Regions from separate parts of the Ovis aries genome. Here region 1 is linked to region 2. The links are chromatin contacts, called in public Hi-C maps. All regions are on one chromosome and are shown on one strand. The core of a region is the stretch at or near the end of the contact, and the rest is flanking DNA. Distances in the headings are between cores, read along the strand shown.

Region 1 (6,077 bases), core at 2,471-4,970, 50 kb before region 2:
AGCATATAGTGTTTGATTCCATATATATGAAAGGTCTAGAATAGGCAAATTTATAGAGACAGAAAATAAATCAGTGGCTGCTTGCAGCTGGAGGTATGGGGTGGGAATGTGGAATCAGTACAATGTTTCCTTTTGGGGGTGATGAAATGTTCTAAAATTGGATTATGAGGGTGATTTGCACAACTTGAACGTACTAACAACCACTGAATTGTAAACTTTAAATGTTGAAGTTTGTGGAAGGTGAATTATATCAATAAAGCTGTTAGAAAAAGAAAAGATCATGTAGTTAGTAAGTGGCCATGCAGGATTTCAAATCCAGTATCTGGAAAGGGGAAGGTATTTAACAAACATTTGTTGAATGAATGAATGAATGAATATCCTTCACTTCCAAATTAGCAACAAGATAGAGGTTCTCTCTCTATCAAGTATCATTCAACATTGTTCTGAAAGCTCTAGCTAATGCAATAGAAAATGAAGTAATCAGAAAAAAATATTTGAAAGGAAGAGAGAGAGAATCATTGTTAATTGAACGTGACATGATATTATATCTAGAAAAACTAAGAGACCATAAAAGGCAACTATAATTCACATGAGAATGTGATAACTGGATTGGATAAGAAATACCATACAAAAAAGAAAAAAATTTAAATCAATATTTTTCCCCCATGGAAATAGAGAAATGTGCTATTTATTGTGATGGTGAAATCAAGTGTAAAATATCTAAGAATGAACTTTAAAAAAAGGTCCTAAATCTATAAGAAGAAAACTATAAAATATAGTTTTAATGGTTGCTTTTGAAGTAAAATAAAGTGGTTTTTAACATTCATATGAAAGAATAAATGCTAAAAAATATTAAAGAAAACAACCAAAGAAAGGAAGAGTGAGGGGATTAGCACTATGAAATATTAAAAGTATTCCTAAAGTCACAACAGTTTTTTGAAAGGGAGTAGATACACATACAGAAGAAAAAATTGAGTTCAGAAATATAACATTTGGGAATTTATGTGACAAAAGTGGCATTTAACTGAGTTTGAAAAGGGTATTCATTTAATGATTGGTGCTTCCCAATTTTCTAACCAAATGGAAAATACAAACTTTAATCTCATCTCATACCACACACCAGAATTTTCCAGTTGGATTAAAATGTAACCCTTAAACAATGAAAATTTAAATTTAAGTCATATATTTACTTAAGCACCAAATCAGGGAGAACTCACTAGGCAAGACACGATATTTAGAACTTGTAAAGAAAAATTAATCAGATGACTATTTTTCTAATTATATATGAAGACATGTTTCAAAAATCAAGATATAAAGAGAGATAAAGGGGAAAATTACAATAAATGACAGAAGGTTAATATCCATAAATTAGTGAGAAAGACAAACTACATAAAGGAAAAAAAGAGCAGAGGATATAAAAAATGTTTAAATACATTTCAGTGGTCAATAAATAGGAGATGTTCGGCCACCAGTTGTCAGGAAGATGCACATCAAAGTAAACTACATACTGTTTTGTTTGGCCCTCAGAGCAGAAATTAAAAAAGCAGCAACAATCAGTGCGGGAGATGATTTTGGAGTGAGCCCTTTTATATGCTGCTAGTGGGAGATGTACTTTTACAAAAGTTTTGGAAAATAATTTAACTGAAATTTCAATACATACCATCCACTTTAAGGAACATCCATTCCTGCACCTAATGATCACTCAGATGACAGTCTCTGGCTATAATTTAGAAATCAATAACAAAAATTTCAACTTCGGGGGAAATCAAAATCTCATACCTAAATAACTAAGGGATCAGAGAGAAAACCACAACAGAAATTAGAAAACATTATTAATAAACTATGGTGGAAGTGTTACATATAAAAACTTGTGACATGAAACTAAAGTGTTCTTAGAGAAAAATTCATGGACTTAATGCCTATACTAAAAATTATGGAATATTAATTGAGATAAGGATTCAATTTAGGAATTAAAAAATAGGAATAAAAGAAAAAATCTAAAGAAAAGAGATAATGAAATCAAGGGCAGAAACTAATGACACAGGAAACAAAGATACAGGAGGACCAAGAAGGTCAAAAGTAGGTTTTGGAAACAATCACATCTCAATTCTAAAACCACTGATCACAGCATGGGGTTAATAGGCCCCTCTATCACTATCCACAGTCCCAAATAAATGTATCATTCATCCCACAGAGTCCCATCACTCACACCACAGAAACCTTGACCATCCACCCAATAAACCCAACCATATACCTTATAGACGCTGCAACACTCATCCCACGGCCCTCATCACTCACCTCAAAAACTCTCTCACTCGCTCATTCTGCAATCCTCACCTCACAGGCTCTCTACCATTCACTCTACAGACCACCCATTACTCTCCAAAAGATCCTCATCACTCACATCACTGAACCTCATCATTTACCTCACAGACAGCTCCATCACATAACCTCAGTAATCCCCATGACGCCTGACAGAAGGCCCATGATTCGCGACACAGGACCTCCAAGCACTAACCTCACAGAGCTCGAATCACATCTCTGACATCGGATCACTCACACTACAGTCCCCATTCCTTACTCTACTTACCCCTGATCACTCACTCCATAGACTTCCACTGCTTATCCCACAGACCCAGTCACTTACCCCATCAGTGGCCTCCAAGGAGGCTCATCGCTCACCTCATCAATGCCCCCTGCTCACCCTATAGATTCTGTATCACTGACCGCACAGATTCCCCAAAATTCAGCACACAGACTGCTTATTACTTTCCCTACTGCCTCCATCATTCACCCACAAACCCCTGTGTCGCTCTATGCACCACCTCACAGACTCCAGAGAAGCCCCATTACTCACCCCACAGAGTACCATCACTGAGCAAGAAAGCCATGTCCTAACGCCCCCCATAATTATGTCAATGCTTTACTGCTGCTAAATCGCCATCTCAATTAAACTCAGCCCCAGAGCCCAAAGTGTTGAAACTGCCTCTGTGGGACGCTGACGTTTCTGGATTTCACACTGCACATGCTCAGTGTCGACGCCGAAGCCGCCGTCCACCCCAATTACACCCGGTGCACTCACGAGGTGTCAGTGCGTGCGCGTGTCTGTGTGTGTCAGAGGAGAGGCGGGCTTTCCAATTTTCTTTAGTGACTTTGTCAGACCACTAACATGGCTGTCCTCTTGGGAGTGTCTCTCCGGGAGTCGCCATCTTGGGAGGGTGGGCATCTCTGCGGCTGCGGCACCAGCGGTCCCTCGTCAGACCTGCCTCGGCGGGGTTTCCTGGGAGCCGATCCGGCCCAGAAGGTCGGGCTGCGGCTCCCAGACTCTTCCCTCCTGCGCCGCATCCTCCGCCGTTACCCCAAGCATAGGCCTGGTGTCTTCCCTTCTCTGGGTCCCGGGGCCCCGCCCTCCGGCCGTATCCCCAGGGGCCGAGGCATCTTCACACGTAGTAACTCCCCCTGCCCCCTCCCCTATCCTAGCTAGAAAGACACCTCCAAGCCACTGGCCTGACACTGGCGCCCCCTCCCCGGCCCCCACCCCCGCTCCACTTCCCCAGGTGCGGAAAGGCCCCTGATCCGTGCAGGCGGCTCGCGGCGGCAGAGCCCCGGGCGCCGCTGGGTGCCCACCTGACGGCGCCTCTGTCCACCCGTCGGCTGGGGGCATCGCCCAGCTCTGGCTGTCACCGACCCTGGGTATTTGCCACGGGGGGAATAATACGTGTCAAATTTAGGCCAGGAAGCGGAAGTCGCCCGCAGCGAGAGTTTAACCACTGTGGGCGCGGGGAGCTGAGGTGGTTGAATGCCAGAAACCAAGTATCTGTGCACGCAGCAGTGGTGTGTGTGGGGGGGGGCGGGGGGGGGGCTTGTGACATCAGTAATGGGACATTTCATCCATTAAAACAAGAAAAAACTCGAGTACTCAGGCTTCCCTATTTCCTTATATAAGCATGAAGGCTAAAGCTCTCTTCTGAATAGCCAAGGTTTCAAGGTTTTTTTCTTTGTTTTTTAAGATTTATTTAATATTGGACTGCGCTGGTTTTCTTCCTTGCTGCTGCGGGTTTTCTCTAGTTGTGGCGAGTCGGCTTATTGAGGTGGCTTCTCTGGGAGCCCGGGCTCTAGGCACCAGGCTTCAGTAGTCACGGAGCTTTGGCTCAATAGTGGCACAGGGGCTTGGTTGCTCCTCAGAATGTAGGATCTTGGAGCCGGTTTCCGCTGCATTGGCAGGTAGATTATTAACCACTAGACCATCAGGAAAGCCCCAAGTTCCAAGTTTTGATTTGATACATTTTCATTAGTATTCAGTTTCAAGTGCTAATTTGTAACTGTTTCCCCCTTTTGACCCAAGGATTATTTAGAAATCCAGTGTCAAACTTGCAAAACTTCTCCAAGACTCAAACTTGCCTTGAGCCTCAAGTATGGGACCCAGTTTTCGGCAATGTTTCATTACTTGATGGAAAAGACTGTATTTTCCAGCTGTTGGGTTTAGCATATGTGTTTATTGGTTTGAGCTTGTTAGTGTGTGTGTTAGTTGTGAAATGAAAAATCTCCTGCCATATTAATAAAAGAAATGTTGAAGGAGGAAAGAGAACAGGCTCCATCTTGGGCCGGACTGTGGACTCTGAGTTATATGCCCAGTATCTATGGAAATGACATACAAATAGAAAACCAGACCCCGGGGGTGGAAGAGCCCCAGGGCTCCTACCTAGACTCTCTGTCAGCTAAAAGAATACCCTAATTATTTGTGTAACCAAATAGAATCATAAATTCTATTATGCTTGTTGGGGTATGACCACAGGCCTATTGATAATCATCCACTGTTAACTACCTATGCTTAAGGCATACGAATCATTGGTTAACTTTGTATCTTTCTTTTCATTTGTTCAGACTAGTTTCAGAGAATTTGAGGAGGTGGGTTTGAACATGTACACTTAGGGTGTATAAGGTTTTCACAAAAACTAGTCGGGGTCTTTGGCTAAGAGGAGACTCAGCCTTGGGTCCGCTTTTGTAATAAATTGCACTCCACTATCTGCATTGTCCTTCTGAGTGAGTTTGCTTCCAGGAATGCGAGGCTACGACAATGTCACTGCTGCTGCTGCTGCTAAGTTGCTTCAGTCGTGTCCTACTCTGTGCGACCCCATAGATGGCATCCCACCAGGCTCTGACATCCTCGGGATTCTCCAGGCAAGAACACTGGAGTGGGTTGCCATTTCCTTTTCCAATGCATGAAAGTGAAAAGTGAAAGTGAAGTCACTCAGCCGTGTCCGACTCTTAGGGACCCCATCGACTGCAGCCTACCAGGCTCCTCCATCCATGGGATTTTCCAGGCAAGAGTACTGGAGTGGGTTGCCACTGCCTTCTACAATGTCAGAGCCATCAGCTACTTCTGGCCTCCAAATGTGAATGATCGCTCCCAAAACTGCCATCCAGTGGGCGTTGCCACCCCCCATAGTGATTGCTGAGGAGCTGGAGAAATACAAGAGGCAAGGTGAACAAGGAAACAGATTGGCCCCAAATAGCTGAGGTGCACGTGAAAGGAATGAACTCGGTGAGCCCAGAAGCTTGCATCTTCCCATACATAGAAGGCTAAATTCCTTAACTTGATACCTGATATGTGGTGTTCAGACTATCTGCTCCCTTTGTTGCAAACTTGCATATAGCCTGACTTCCTTTCTTGCCTCCTTGGAGCAGTTTTCTCGGAGCTACTGAGATGCTGTCTCCCTGTCTCAGAGTCCTAAACATTCCCACCAAACAAAATAACCCTCTACTTTCAGATTGTGACTGTACTTTTTTAGTCGACATGGTGTTAGTTGCTCAGTTGTGTCCAACTCTATACGACCTCATGGACTGTGCAGCCTGCCAGGCTCCTCTGTCAATGGAATTCTCCAGGCAAGGATACTGGAATTGCCAAATGGATACTGGAGTAGCCATTTCCTTCTCCAGGGGATCTTCTTGACACAGGGATTGAACCAGCGTCTCCTGTGTCTCCTGCATCGGCAGACAGATTCTTTACCACTAGCACCACCAGGGAAGCCCTTGAGCTATTTAAAATGTGTATGTTCTTCCTGATGATTTTCTTC
Region 2 (5,908 bases), core at 1,400-3,899:
ATCCATGGAATTTTCCAGGCAAGAATACTGGAGTGGGTTGCTGTGCCCTCCTCCAGGGATCCAACCCATGTCTCGTATTTCCTGCATTGGCAAGAGTGCCACCTGAGAAGCCCCTTTAAACAGATGGGCCTCAAAAGAACCATTTCAATCTTAACTTCGACAATTCGAGAAAAGCCATGTGTTGTAGATTCTGAGATACATGTTCCACATCCTAATAATATTCTGGATCAGAATTTGGCATGCAGTGGATAGGGTGGGGACAGAGGTCCTGGTGGGGCTGGGACATTGGGACTGAGTGTCAGGTCAGCCTGGGACATAGGGCAGAAATATCAGCCAAAGAAAGCTGAGGGGAGGAGAAAAAATGACCAATGTTGATTCTCGACCACTGGGTCCCCTCCTCCCAGCCACCTATCTAGCTGTTGAAGGCAGGGGTCGAATTGGTAAGAGGAAGTGTTAGTGCCAGAGACCTAGCCCCTCCCTTCCAGCTCCTTGGGCACTGCCAGGTCCTGACTCATCCCTCCGTTTATTCCAGTCACAGTGACAAGCTGGAAGAGAAGGACATGTCAGGTGCAGAGAACATGAGGGAGAGGATCTGATTAGGGAAAAGGGGAATGAGGGCAACAGAATAGGAATGGCTTCTGTTTCTCACTGCCACTCCCCCAATTTATTTTGGGGTTACTTTCACCCCATCCACCAGGAAGCTCAGATGTGCTGGGGGGAAAGGAGGCTCTTCCAGAAGTTCAGTAGTTCAGTCAGGAGCTCTGTCTCTGCCCTACTGCAGCCAGAGCTTAAATAAGGTCCCAGGCATAGCCTTTGCCTGCCCCAGTGGTCTAGAAGGGTTAAGACAGAGCACTCCTTCATATCTGGACACAAGATGCTGTTTGTCTTTCTGTACCCTTGTGCGGAGCACTGAGCCAGGACTGAATCCAAATTCCTTATCTGCCATCCTAGGCCTGATATACTCAAATGGAATTTACTTTTAGGAGCTATAGCCTTGGCAGTGCCAGAAAATGATGATAAAGTGGATTGTACACTTTGATATTCAATGTGTATTTTAAAACCTTGCTGGTTACTTTGCTGATATTTTAACATACTCATGGCCATTTAATGTATATTGTATTCCATAAAGATGTACAGTTGACTCTCCACATCTGCAGATTCCACACCCCAAAACTGACAATATTTGAGGGAATTCCCTGATGGTCCAGTGGTTAGGAATCCGTGCTTCCACTGCAGAGGGCACAGGTTCAATTCCTAGTCTGGGAACTAAGATCCCACCACATGTTGCAGGGTGCAGCCAATATGTGTGTGTGTGTGTGTTTGGTAAAATATTCCAGAAAGTTACAAAATAGCAAAACTTGAATTTGCCACTCAGGCAACTAGTTATATACCATTTACTTGTCTTTTAACTTCAATCCCGTCTATTACACTGAAGGCCTCTGTTAACACACGCAGGTACTTTGTACTGCCCATCAGGGCTCAGGGCTCAAGGCCCAGGGGCATGGATCGCTGAGCACCATCAGTGAGGCGAGGAGGAATTAAGGGATGGAAAGCTGACCCCCTCTTTGTCTAATACACATGCGGATGGAAAAGCAAGGCCAAAATGTGAGCATTTTCAAAGCCAAGCATGGATAAATTTCTTCAACTCAGTAGATCAATTGAGAGATTCTTAAATATTTTGAACCGAGAAATGTTAACAGGAGATTATTTCAAGAAGCCTACAGAGTAAGATTTTCAGTTTGGGTGGGTGTGGTTGGGGTGTGTAGGAGGTGGAGATCTTAAGGTAGGGATTCCTGGGCACAGTGGAAAGGGAGCAGAAAACTACGGTTGCAGAGATGGGTACGGGTAGATCCAAGGAACTGTTGGGGTGGGGGAGCTGACAAGGAGTCACTGAGAAGCCCTCATACCCAACTCAAGCCTTGCCCAGGCTCCCCCTCCTGCCCAGACACAGAGCCGGATGTAGCTTGCTTCCTTTATTTGTAAAAAAAGGTTTCATTTTCTTTTTGTGTGAATTTATACATACTGTAGGAATGTGAAAGATCTGTAAAAGCATTACTGTACCTGTAGAAAACCATTATTCATACTTTGGAGGAGTTTTGGTTGTCATTCCCTTTCTGTGTACAGCTAACATTTTACCATGGTGATTCATTTCTTTCACCTTACTATTATATGGAAGTCATTTTTCCATGATGTTACATGGTCCTGACAGACGACTGTTTTAGCGTTTCAGTAATATTTTTAGAGAGACCGTCTACCTTTGGTTTCCTTAATTGATTATTCGGCAACTGTGATTCCAAATGTTTCCCTTTTTACGAATAATGCTTGGATAAATATCTCCACACATACATATCTTTATCTATGCATGCATTATCTATAAAACAAAAAAAGATAAATACAGAGAAGATGGATGAGAAGATGGAAGAGGCGGGGGTGAGGAGGAGGGGCAGAGCAAGGGAGGAGGGTTATTCCTCCTTCTTAAGAACCGTGGTCCCGGGGAGCGGAGACCGCAGTGCGCACGACAGTCACCAGGGCAGCGGCTGCGGATAGGGGCGGAGCCACCAAGAGCCTGAAAGCCCAGGACAGGCCCCGGTACTGCGCAGAACCGGGCGGGGGCCTTGTGGCAGTAGCGCTTAGCTTTGGCTTTGGGCGGTCTCTGGTGCCCCCTGCCGTCCGCGTTGTGAGTCTGCAAAGGGCTGCTGTTCTTAGTGCTCGTTCCCTTAGCCCGTGCCTCCTCCATTTTGCTTCTACATCCCTTGTCTTTCCCTCCCTTCCGTGTCCCTCTCCAGTCTTCCGCTTATTAATTTAAGGCTCCCAACTGGAGGAGCCCCTTGCGGAACTAGCTACCGTCGTTAGACCCAAAGGAGCAGGCAGAGATGGTGCCCGGGTGGGAGGGAACCGCTGGCAACGGGGCCCAAGCCCTTCCCAGCTCGGGAGAGCACAGATCTTGAGCGGAGGCTGCTTGCCACAGGGCTCGTGGCGCCTCCTAGCGGTTCCTGGTTTCTTGCTCTCTGTAGTCCCCGGAGGAGATGCCGTAAAGGATCAAACCCAGGGTATAATGGGGACTGCACCGCCCTGGCCCCAACAGGCCCTCCCGCGGACACAGGAAGTGGGACACAAGGGCCAGAGGCATGGGGTCTCTGAGGTGGGACCTGCCATTGTCAAACATAAAGCAGAGCTGGACAGCAGTCGGACTTCCCTGGTGGTTCAGCGGTAAAGAATCTGCCTGCAATGGAGGAGATCCAAGTTTGATCCCTGGGTAGGGAAGATCCCCTGGAGAAGGGCATAGCAACCCACTTCAGTATTCTTGCCTGGAGGATACCATGGACAGAGGAGCCGGGCGGGCTACAGTCCCTGGCTACAGTCCCTGGGGTTGCAAAGAGTTGGACACAGCTGAGTGACTAAGCACAGTGGACAGTAGTTAAAGTAGGAAAGTGTTAGTTGCTCTTTGCGACTCCTTGGCCGTAGCCCACCAGGCTCCTCTGCCCATGGAATTCTCCAAGCAAGAATAACTGGAATGGGTAGCCATTCCCTTCTCCGGGGGATCTTCCCCACTCAGGGACTGAACCCAGGTCTCCTGAATTACAGGCAGATTCTTTAACTTCCGAGCCAACAGGGGCTTCAGTTAAAGCATTAAAAACAGATTTAATTCAAGACTACTGCAAGAGGGAAAAAGAGACCTCTATATAGTACCAGATTTAATTTTGAATATAGAATGCTGCTGCTGCTAAATCACTTCAGCCGTGTCTGACTCTGTGCGACCCCATAGACAGCTGCCCACCAGGCTCCTCCGTTTCTGGGATTCTCCAGGCAAGAATACTGGAGTGGGTTGCCATTTCCTTCTCTGGAATATAGAATGAGCAAGTGAAAATTATCACCAAGGAGCAGTGGGGGTATGGGTATATCTGTGGGTGGAAAATAACTAAAATGAAATATCTAGGGGTAAGGTGGGATTCTAGTTAAATCCATCTAACGGGATTCTTGGTGAGGGCAGCAAGGGTGATCAGACATCACCTGGGAGATGGTGGAGGATGGGGAACCACATCAGCTATCTGGGGTGATCAGATACAAAGAATGGGGGATTCTGGCTAAATTGACTTAGCAGAACTCTTGCAAAAATTGGACAATGCAGAGATGATCACAGAAGCCCAAAAGTTGATGGTTAGTCATGGGTTAAGATTTCTGTCAAAGTATTTGACCTGAGCCTGGTGTGAAGCAAGTTGCTGTTCTTTCTTGAACGACTTCTTCCCCCAGAAGAAGACGGTAACCACCCAAAGTTCCACCTGTTACTGTGGGAGTCTCATGGGGTCAGTGACTCGCAGACTCTCCAGCTTCTCAGTATGGCAGAGTGGAGAGTGCCCTCCTGGTTTTTCCTCTGTTCCAAGTCCCAGCCAGGACCTGGGTGACTGTGGAACTGTGGATGGAGCAGGCCAAGGGCAGGGAGCAGTTTGGCTTCTCCAATGTCTGCTTTTCTTCAGAAGCTAAAGGACTTCTTGGCAATGAGGCGGAGCTCAGCTTTCTTGAAAGTGATTTTGTTCCCTGCCTGTGTTTAACCGCTGTCAAAAGTGACAGCCAGGTGTAAGGGGGAGGAAGGGGCACGGACTGGCAGCCTCTCTCAAGCTTGCTCTTGGCCTTTGATCCTGACATTAACAAATGTACCTGTCACTTGTTGGTGTTCTTTGTCACCATAGATGTGTTTGAAAAAAGTTTGAAATATTGTAACTTTCTCTATAAAGACAAAGCAAACCAAAAGTCTGGAAGCAAAGAGAATGGTTTAGGAAATGAAAACTGTAATACAGATGAGAAGGGATGATGATATGAATTAAGGCAAGAGCTGTGGGGAGGCAGGTACACCTATCCCACATAAGCGTCCTGTGAATTTGAAGTTAGGCTAGAGAAAAGCAGCCAGCGTGGTGTCCGGCATACTACTTGGTGTCAAATAAGTGCTTTGTTGCTACTTTTCCCTCTCCCTGAGATAAATTCTGTCAGAAAGCAGGCCCATGGGTGCTATCTGTAGGTATAGGCTAGGAGTCTTGTTCTGGCTCCTAATACTGTGGCAAGTTTCCCAAGGGATGTCATGCCCCTTTCAGCTCTGGAAAGGGCTTCTAGAAATGAGGGAGCATAGGAGGTGACCAAATGAGTCAGGCCAGCACACTCTCCTGTCATTCAAGGGCTCTCCTCAAGGGTGAGGATTGCTGTGGGGGCCTCTGCTTGTTCTCTGAGAGGTTCTCAGGCCCTCACCCTCCTGCCCCAGTGGTCCCTCACCTTACTTTGGCAGCCTCCCAAGCCCCTGTGTCTAGCTCAAATTCAGCCAACTACCTCCCCTTCCCAGAAAAAAAAAAAAGTTTCACTCTCGCATGAGGTTTTCCAACATAAGGAGCGAAGTGGATGTTGGGAAACAGGAGGCAGAGACTGCAGAATCCCCTGGCTCAAGCTTTATCCTCCCAACCTGACTGTGCTCTTTCACACAACAATGCAACCCTGAGCTACCCAGGGGGCCTAAGGAGCGCTGATCTCTTCACTTAGGTCAGAAGGAGGGAAGGAAGGAAGACGGGTGCGTGGATGGGAGGAAGGAAGAAAGGGATAGAGAAGGAGAAAGACGGGGGTCTAGAAACAAAGTTTGAAAGGGCTGGAGGAGGGAAAGAGAGAGAGAGACAGAGAGAAGAGAGAGAGAAGGAAAAGAGAAAGAGGGAGAGGAGGAACCAGAACAGGAGGAGGAAAATGGAGAGAGGGGAGGTCTTTCCGATGGTAGCCAGAGAAGACGGAGGTCGAGCGGGGTTCTTAGGTCTCTGGTCCAGCTCTTCCTCTGGATTTACCCACAATGCCTCAGTAACCTCAACATCTCTCTTTAAAAATTTTTTTTTGTCTTTGTGTTTTGTATCTTTTTAAAATTTTTATTGAGGTATAGTTA

What was found. A called contact is a pair of places that touch in the nucleus more often than the background predicts.
Region 1: a Hi-C map of blood shows a contact between it and region 2, with 2.3 times the contacts expected there. The contact joins the promoter of ZNF41 here to the enhancer-like site in region 2.

The regions. Positions count from the first base shown.
Region 1 is chrX:57,376,973-57,383,049 of ARS-UI_Ramb_v3.0, reverse strand. ZNF41 (zinc finger protein 41) reads right to left here and starts at 3,720. Exons shown (of 6, transcript XM_004023243.6): 1 at 3,628-3,720. All of the region lies in intron 1 of ZNF81 (zinc finger protein 81), which reads left to right.
Region 2 is chrX:57,325,857-57,331,764 of ARS-UI_Ramb_v3.0, reverse strand. The region is part of intron 1 of ZNF81 (zinc finger protein 81); the gene reads left to right. Among named protein-coding and RNA genes, the nearest start is that of ZNF41, 51 kb to the left of the region's middle. Within about 2 kb of position 2,649, at least 37 of the 54 cell types and tissues checked have an H3K27ac peak or open chromatin away from gene starts, as enhancers often do.